2 separate regions of the Mus musculus genome follow, and region 1 is linked to region 2. A link is a contact called in public HiChIP or PLAC-seq data. All regions are on one chromosome and are shown on one strand. The core of a region is the stretch at or near the end of the contact, and the rest is flanking DNA. Distances in the headings are between cores, read along the strand shown. Region 1 overlaps Pard3 (par-3 family cell polarity regulator). Region 2 overlaps Gm51605 (a long non-coding RNA gene).

What was found. HiChIP or PLAC-seq counts read pairs in DNA pulled down with a chosen protein or histone mark.
Region 1: a contact with region 2 is called in a FOXA1 HiChIP or PLAC-seq map of pancreatic cancer cells. The contact joins two enhancer-like sites. A contact is called at or near these places in 8 of 39 promoter capture datasets (the 3T3-L1 cell line, 3T3-L1-derived adipocytes, the C10 cell line and 3 more) and 2 of 115 datasets of contacts at active chromatin or transcription factors (forebrain and pancreatic cancer cells).

Annotation. Positions count from the first base shown.
Region 1 is chr8:127,086,641-127,091,042 of GRCm38.p6, forward strand. The region is part of intron 1 of Pard3 (par-3 family cell polarity regulator); the gene reads left to right. Among named protein-coding and RNA genes, the nearest start is that of Pard3, 25 kb to the left of the region's middle. Within about 2 kb of position 1,976, at least 20 of the 459 cell types and tissues checked have an H3K27ac peak or open chromatin away from gene starts, as enhancers often do. A contact at or near this core is called in pancreatic cancer cells, where this site is marked.
Region 2 is chr8:126,495,930-126,500,574 of GRCm38.p6, forward strand. Gm51605 (a long non-coding RNA gene) reads right to left here. Exons shown (of 2, transcript XR_003947621.1): 1 at 1,359-4,645. Among named protein-coding and RNA genes, the nearest start is that of Gm51605, 2.4 kb to the right of the region's middle. Within about 2 kb of position 1,837, at least 354 of the 459 cell types and tissues checked have an H3K27ac peak or open chromatin away from gene starts, as enhancers often do. A contact at or near this core is called in pancreatic cancer cells, where this site is marked.

The DNA of each region.
Region 1 (4,402 bases), core at 726-3,225, 590 kb after region 2:
TATGTGTAAGTGTGTAAGTGTGTGAGTATAAGTGTGAATGTGTGAGCACATGCATGTGTGTGTGTGAATGTGAATGTGTGTAGTGTATGTGTATGTATGTGTGAGTGTGTATGTATGTGAACGAGTGTATAAGTGTGAGTCTAAGTGTGTAGGTGTGTAAATAAGTGTGTGAGTGTATGTGAATATGTGAGTGTGTGTATGTGTGTGAGTGTATGTGTGTGTGTGATTATGTGTATGAGTATATGAGTGTGTGTGAGCACATATGTGTGTATGAGTGTGTGTATGTGTGAGTGTATGTGTGTGAGTATGTGTGTGAACGAGTGTCTAAGTGTGTGAGTGTGTATGTGAGTGTGTGTATGTGAGTGTGTGTATGTGTGTGAGTGTGTGTGTAGATCAGAGGACAGTCTTAGGTGTGAGTCTTCCCCTTGCACCTTGTTTCAGAGTGTGTTAATCACCACAGGCAGCCCCCACATTTCTCTTGTCTCCACCTCCATCTCACACAGGAGTGTTCGTAGAGTTGCAGAGATAGCTGTTGCTTCCATGTTCTGCTGTAGGTTCTCCTCTCGTGGCAGCACTCTGCTCACTGAGCTAGATCCTCAGATGTAGCTCAAGTTTTCTGAATTTCACTCTCCCCTTTCCTCCTTGGAACTGAACCTGGAGCTCCTGCCCAGACCATGGCACTTAAACATTTCAAAGAGCATATGGAGACATAAGAGCAGGGGTACCTGCTGGGAATATTACTCAGATAAAGAGTCTAAGATAAGCTTTGCACCAGATAACCAGAGGGCATCAGATCCCCTGGAGCTGAAATTATAGGCAGTTGTAAGCCATCCATGAAGGGTGCTGAGAACCCAGTGTGGGTCTTCTGTGAGAGCAGTAAGTGCTCTTAACCACTGAGCAATCTCTCCAGATCCGAAGAATGTGTTTTAATGGAACTGGTCTATTTGCACATGAACTGACAGAAAATTACTCAATACCACACTTCACAAATGAAATAAAATGTCAAACTTAAGAGTTAATTTATTGCCTCAGGAAAAGCCCAGGGCTGTGTTTGCTTAGGATTGACATTTGACTTTACAAGAGTATCTTTAGTGAGTAAGAAAGTTAACAGCTATTTCTGTTTCACTGGTTTTTTTTTCCTCCAAACATTCTAAGATCTTGGTACACTCTTAGACCATGCAGGAGTGACTTTCCTTCACAGTTGCACAGAACCATCTGTAAGAAACAGAACCATCTATAACAGAACACCCAGTTGGCACAGGACCTTCCTCATGACAGCTAGTGTGCCCCGTGGAATCCTTTCCCCAGGGCGGGAGAACCTGGCTGTTTTACTCTATGTCATACTTACATCCACAGGAAACCCTAGCTATCTATGTTTTACAGTGTATAATGCATCCACAGGAGATCCTGGTATTATTGTGTCGTTTATCATTCATGCATTCACGGACTTCCTAGGCTCTGTTCCACTGTGTATCATGCATGTGTTCACAGGAGACCCTGGTTTTGTTTCACAGTATATCATGATTCCACAGGAAATGTTTTATTGTATATTATGTGTGCATTCACAGGAGTTCCTGGCTCTGTTTCACTGGATATCATGCATGCTAGGCAAGCACTTTACCAGCTGAGTAACACTCCCAGTCCAAGCATTAACTGTTAAAAACAAGCAAGCAAATAAGCAAACCACGCAGAGGGGCTGATGAATCTGTTTATTCTGTTCCATTTCTCCAAATGTGGAAACCACCAGAAGAAATCAATAAAGAGGGAAAGGGGAATGACCAAAGAGCCGACAGGAAATGCCATACCCCCTACCAAGCCTTTCTGCCATATAAGGAGCATGGGCTTAGGTCGTGGGGGGTTGCGGGGGGTGGGGGCGGGGAGGGAAATCCAATCGCTCCCTCCTGCAAGGATGCATCCGTCACCAGGGAGGGAACACCAACTGTGAGACCCAGAAGCCCCACCGTGACATCTGTCCTTGATTTGTGCATGCCTGTGGTGCTCTGGTGGGCCAGGTGGAGCCAGGCTCCAGTCCTTAAACAATCACAGCTTTATTGGATACCTAGCTTGAACTGAGAAGCACCGACCGTGAACCTGAGCACCTGTCCCAAGTTCACAGCAAGTACAAATCAGTGCAAACACATTCTTCATCTATACGACACCCTGGGTTGCTTTTGTGTCTACCATTGTATATATATATAACCCATACCATCTTGTGATTAGCCCAAACGCTGAATTTTGGCTTCTTCTTGTGCTTGCTGTTGTGAGTGGTGTTTCTAGCATTTTCATATTACAGTTGCATTGTGTCTTCCTTCTGGACTGACTATTGTTTTTTGTGTTGGTTGAGAAGTCTTGTTTCACACACAGAAACCGAACAGAGAAACAACAGCTATTTGGAATTTCATCTCTCTTTTATTTAAGAAGTACAGCTTCTCTAAAAACCCTTTTAAGAGACTAGGAGTATGTTGTCTGCCCGTTGGATAAGGCAGGCCCAAGACCGAAGCCTAAGTTTCTCCTTCGCAATGATTTTATTAATGACTCCCAGCAGACTTTTCACGGCAGAGCCGGATTTCCTCCCATTGTGTGTCTTGGTGACCTCGGAGAAATAACTCTGTAGTGCAGGGTGCATGTGACACCTTTCTGATTAGAGGCTTTCAATAATGAGACGTTTATCCCTGAAAATACTGCCAACAAAATTTTATTACTAGGGTAAGGGAAGTGCTTAAGGCCCCTATTAAGTCAATTGTTACTTTGTATTCTCCATCGGTCTGAAGCTATTTTGAGAGTGTTGCACGGAATACCATAGCGGCCTGGCATAAACTAGAATTTGGACTTAACTAGGAGCACTCTTAAACCATTTTGCAAATAGTTTCTGTGACTCTAATTTTGGAGAGCATTCATCTTCAGGGGCAGAATATAGAAAAGCACAATGGTTCTTGGAAATTTATATTCCAGAATTTTTAATTTTTTAAATTTTTAAAATTTTTTTGTCAGCAAGTTTCAGTAACTTTGAAATCATTGGTAGAAACGATGCAGTTGCTGTCATGCTCAGTGTAGTGAGTAGTGTCATGGGTGGCTTACCCATGGGTGTACAGTGGCATCTGGGGGTAGAAGGGGAAGAAACAGGGTGTCCTTGGAAAGACAGGGCGTCATTATTGATTTCAGGTCCTACCCAGAAGTCTTTATTTATTTATTCATTTATTTACTTTAGTTTATTTTTTCTTTATGAGTGTTTTTGCTTGTGTACCGGATGTGTGCTTGGTGCCCTTGGAGGCCAGAAGAGGATGTTGGATCCCTGGAACTAAAATTACAGATAGTTATGAGCCACCATGTGGCTGCTGGGAATCGAACCTGAGTTTTCTGAAAGATCGGCCAGTTCTCTAATCACCGAACCATTGCTCCAGCCTGGTATCCAGAAGTCTTAATACTATTGGTTGTCTATCTGTCTGTCTGTCTGTCTGTTTGTTTGTTTGTTGTTCTTTGTTTTCTGAGGCAAGTCCTCACTCTCCCAGGGTTTCCTTGAAACTTTGTAGTCCAGGCTGGGCCTCTACTTATCAGCTCTGGGGTTCTAGGTATGTACCTGCACACAGGGAAACATGGTCTGTCATTTATGTCAATGGAGTCATAGTCTCTTAGTTCATAAATTCGCACAGTGTACTTTAGAGTTGAAAACTGGGGGTTTCTTCTAGATGTGTAGATGTTTTGGGTGCAGTGGAATAATCTCCCCACAGCTTTGCTGAGGTGCTCTGATGCCGTGTGCTGTAGGCCTGCTTCTAAGGGGACATCTTCAATTAGGATGCGAGTTTGCAAGTTTGCAATGTCTGTAGATTTTCACTATCACTGATTTTTTGCTATTTACCACTCAGCAGCACAGACCTCATACGCTCCCTGCATCCATGACATACGACTCTGAAGGGGAATACCCAAGCTGAAATTAAGGCACTGTAGCAATACTGTGACCTTGTACCACATGAGTTCATTGAAACAGTGATTGCTTTCTGCCTGTGCCAAGCCCAGTGTTTAAAATCCAACAAATCTAACTCTGACTTAGAATTTGCTAGGTCCCAGGGTTTAGAGTTCAGCAGACCGAGAAACTGCTTGGTCCTCTCACAAGGAACCAATATTCTTCCAGGTCCCTTCTCTCTCCCCATTTGAGACAGCACAGAACTTGAATATGGTAGGTGAAGCTGCACACAGTGGTGAAATTTAAAGAAGTTCAACTGTGGGTTCAATAATGAAAGACTTCAATGTCTTATGAAAACAGTTGCTAGTGTGGTCCCAGGAAGTAGGACCAATTCACTGTTTGATTACCTCATATAATTCTTCTTGTTGAATATTGTGTGTGTATGGCATTTTACAGCCATATTCTGAACAGGCAAGTTTTCATGTTCCGGCTAAGATGGGG
Region 2 (4,645 bases), core at 587-3,086:
CTCTGATTGGTTGTGAGTTTCTGTGTTAACCGCCATCTACTGCACAAAGGCACTTTTCTGATGGGGGCTGGGAACTACACCAATCCATGGTATACAGTTATAAATTTAAAGGGCAATTTGAGGGCTGGGGAGATGGCTCAGCGGTTAAGAGCACCCACTACCCTTCTGAAAGTCCTGAGTTCAATTCCCACCAACTGCATGGTGGTTCACAACCATCTGTAATGGGATCCGATGCCCTCTTCTGGTGTGTCTAAAGACAGCGACGATGTACACATACAAAGTAAGTAAATAAATCTTAAAGGGCAATTTGATTATTTAGTATAATAATAAGCAGTATGTTCTCTCTGGGATCTTTGGGGCTCCCTGACCACAGCACATGGACAGATTTGTGGTACCAGACATCTGTCTCCTCCTGTGGAGTTGGCCCCAAGTCCAACTGGAAACAATAGCATAACAATTACTGCTATTCACAGGGCTCTCAGCTTGAAAAGATAATTGGTGACATGTTAGCCCTGACTGCCTTTCAGTACTGAGAGCTGGCCACAGGGTTGAAGCTTCCTGGTCCCTACTAACTTGATTTCTCTATTTCCAGTAGCCTATGTGTGTGATGTCTTCAGCAATAGGATCCCCCCATCGAGTCTACTGGGTAACCAGGGGCAGAGGCAACACAATGCTCAAGTCTTAATCCCCAGAAGATCATTTCCTCAGAAGATGGATGCATTTGGGGACAAGGCCTTCAAAGAGATGACTAAGATAAAAAGCAGTCAGGAGGATACGTCCTATTTCAACATGATTGATGTCCTTATAAGAAGTAGATTAGGGTACAGGCAGTCATAGAGTAAAGACCACTGAGGACACGGAGAGATAACGGTTGTACCGTGCCCTTGGGAGGCCTCCAAAGACACCAACTCTAAGAAGGCCTTAACCTCAGACTTCTAGCCCCAGAACAAAGAAAATGTTAACTGAATCACTCATCGTGTGGGACACGACTACCGAAGCCAGAGCCATCTTCACAGCTACTTGGTCACATGTCAGGCCTCCTCCAGGTATCAGAGGCTCTTGATATGGTCTGTGATCTGGTCTATCAGCATGAACACCCATGAGGCTGGTGTTCTGAGGGTGTCAACATGTCCACAGGTGGAGTTTGAAAAGTGTGGGGTTCAGCAGACTAGAGAAGAATGTACATATGTTTCAGGCAGGGGTGAGACAGGGACTCCTGTGCTCAAGTGTTAGTGGAGTCGTGACAGGGAGAACATGGTCTGGGAGGGTGTAAGGCAAGGCAGACTTCTCAGAGCTGTAAGCTCGTGTCAAGTGCTGGCCCTGGGGCTGGGGTGCAGCTGAGTTGCTGGAATGCTTACCTATCAGCCGTGAAGTCCTGGGTTTGATCCCCAGCACGATGGTGTGATGATGTGCCTCTATAATTCAAGCACTCAGGAGGTGGAAACAGGAGAACCAAAACCTCAAGGTCTTTCTTGAACACATAGCAAGTTTGAGACCCTGTCTCTAAAAACTAAACAAAACTGGCCTTGAAGCCATTGAAGTCGTTGTCTGGTTCAAGAAGGATGTGAGGCAGTGAGTATCCGGAGGTATAATGATGAGTAGGAGCGGGCACATCTGACCTCCTTGTCTTCCGTTGGTGTTTTGAAACAGATCTTTAAAAAGCCCAAATGAGTTCCCTCTGAGTTCTCCATTAATGAGAAAAAGGCCCGGATGGTACCTGCAATGCTAGCCAGTGACCACCAGATGGCACTCTGTCCCCGCTGTGCAGGCTCACAGCCCAGGGCCTCAGGAAATGTGTCACTGTGCCTCCTTTGCCCGACACTCCCCCTCCTCCCGCAGCAGTCCCGTGTCTACACCACAGGAAGCTCGTCTTTGGGGACATGTGTGAAACTCCACACCGCCTGGCTTAGCTCTGCCTCCTGTTCCTCCTGGGGACATAGCAAGCAAGATCTCACCTACCCTGAAGAGGCCCGAAGAGTCCTCCAGGCGCTCCCGAGCCTGCGTTCTGGCTAGGCACTGAGCTTCCATTTTGAAATCTGCTGCCCAGGAGAAGCACACCCGATGGAAGAGAAGCATATTTCAGAACTATGTATTGATAGATCTGCACCCCTGGCACGAATGCAGCCCTGCAAACACGGCTACCCTGGCATTTAGACCACTTACAGTGGGGTGTAAGACTGACGTAATCCCCAACCTCGGCCCTGGAGAATTAATGAGTTGTTCATGCCATGAGCCGTGAAAGAAAGACTTGCACTGGGGTGGGCGGTTACTGCTTGCCCAGAGTGGCGGAATGAGCCATGGGGCTGGAGGCCAAAGGACTCGGGCCACCCATGCAGGGAATTAACTCCCAGAGATCCATCGCAGGCACGGAGGGCACGGAGCAATCGCTCCATTTGAAGTTTGCATGCCTCTCGGCCCTGCACATCTGAGACTTGGGGTCCATCCCATAGGAACCAGTCCATGACCAAAATCTGGCCGTTGAAAATCTACTGTTGTCAAGCTCTGGCTTTTAGGCAGAGAGCCCTGTCCTTGCTTTCAACTCCAAAAGCAATGAATAATTAATCATCACATTCTTGAATAGAAAGGACGTTTCAATGGATGAGTGACACTTTCAATAGGGTTCTCTGATATTTGCTGTTGCTTCCTTCTGTCTGAAGCAGGACCCCAGGAGTGAAAGGAAGCGAAGACAGAGGCAACATTGTGTTTATTACCGGCTGTGCTTTTGACCCATCAGAAACTGGAGTGGATAGAGAGCAGCTGGATCGGATATTTACCTTGGCACCTGCCCCGCACCAGGCTCTCTCTCTCTCCCATATGTTATATAAGCAGTTTCATGCTCCATACTCGGGGCAATGCTTGGCAGTTGGCTTTGAACCTTTTGTGTGAGTGTATGTGTGCACATATGCCTATGGGTGCCTGTGTGTATGTGTTGCTTGTATGTGTATACATGTGTGTGAAAGGCCAGAAGGCAATCCCAGGTGTCCTTTCTTCATACTATCTGTATTATTTTTTTGAGACTCTTTGATCTGACCTCACCAAGCAGACTAGACTGACTGGCCAGTGAGGCCAAGGGATCTATCTACCTGAGTCCTTGTCTTAGTTAGGGTTTTACTGCTGTGAACAGACACCATGACCAAGGCAACTCTTGTAAGGACAGCGTTTCATTGGGGCTGGCTTACAGGTTCAGAGGTTTAGCCCATTATCATCAAGGCAAGAAGCATTGGCAGCATTCATGCAAGCATGTTGCAGGAGGAGCTGAGAGTTCTAAGTCTTCATCCAAAGGCAGACAGGAGACTAGCTTCCAGGCATCTAGAATGAGGGTCTCCAAGCCTACCCCCACAGTGACATACTTCCTCCAACAAGGCCACACTTCCTAATAGTGCCACTCCCTGGGGCAAGCATATTGAAATCACCAAAGTCCAAGTCCCAAGTACTAGAACTACAAGTGTAAGCCAACACTTCTAGGTTTTTTTGTGTATGTGTTTGTTTTGTTTTTCTCTTTAGTGTGGATTCTGGGCATTAAACTCAAGTCCTCATGGTTGCAGGGCAAGCACTTTACCAGCTAAGTCATCTCCCAGATCCACACCTGGGCTCTCACATGAAGAACCAATGTTTAGAGAGGCGAGGCAGCTTGGCTTGCCCAATGTCACACGTGCTTTAGTAGTTGGCATAAGTCTGACTTCAAAGTCTGGGTTTATCTCTCAGCACCAAAGTTTCATAGACTCATGAACTTCATAGTCAAGATGGACCTGGTGTCTGTGTGTGTGTGTGTGTGTGTGTTGTTACACATATGTGTTAGTTGCTTTGTACACCTGTGCACATGTAGAGGTCAGAGGAGGAAGGCAGGTGTCCTGCTTTGTCACTCTCTGCCTTGTCCCCTACAGGATGACCTCTCAGCGAATCCAGAGCTAGGTTGGCAGTAGACAAGCCCGGGTAATCCTCCTGTCTCCATCTTGCACATCACTGGGGTTACCTGTAAGTGTGACTATGCCCAGCTTCTTACACGCATACTAGAGATTTGAACCGTAGTCTTCAAGCTTGGTCATCAGATGTTCTTGCCTGCCTAGTCATTTCCCCAAGCCCTCCAGAATTTCCCTACGATGAAAGCTAAATAAATGTGACCATATATGAAGTCAAAGGCTGAAGCTGGAAGACTGAGACTTCAGGATTCAGAGAGCCTGGAACTGGAGAGACAACACAGCAGTTACAAACACTTGTTACTCTTTCAGAGGACTCTTCTGCCCTAACATGCCCCGCCCCCATACATCCCAGAAAGATGAGTGTGGTGCAGTAGGGTCTCCACAGTGGGGAGAGCTGTGGTCAGAGGAGTTCCCTCAACCTTTCAGGGGCCTTTCAAGGATACTGATCCTTGACTTCAATGCAGGAAGAAGTTCAAGAGAAACCACTGGAATCAGAGATGGAGTTTGTTAAAAGTAGAAAGAAAGCTTTTTGGGGGAATGGATAGGCAGCCCACGAACACAGATGTGGGCTTCCAGGAGAGTCTGTCTGTCCTAGAAGTCTGTCCTAGCAGCAGGAATGTACTGTTTTGATGAGAGTAATCTTTCAAGTTATACCTCAACGGGTTGACACAAAATATTTTTCCTCTTTTTCCAGTGAGATATTTAGGGTGGCTCTGGAGGTGACT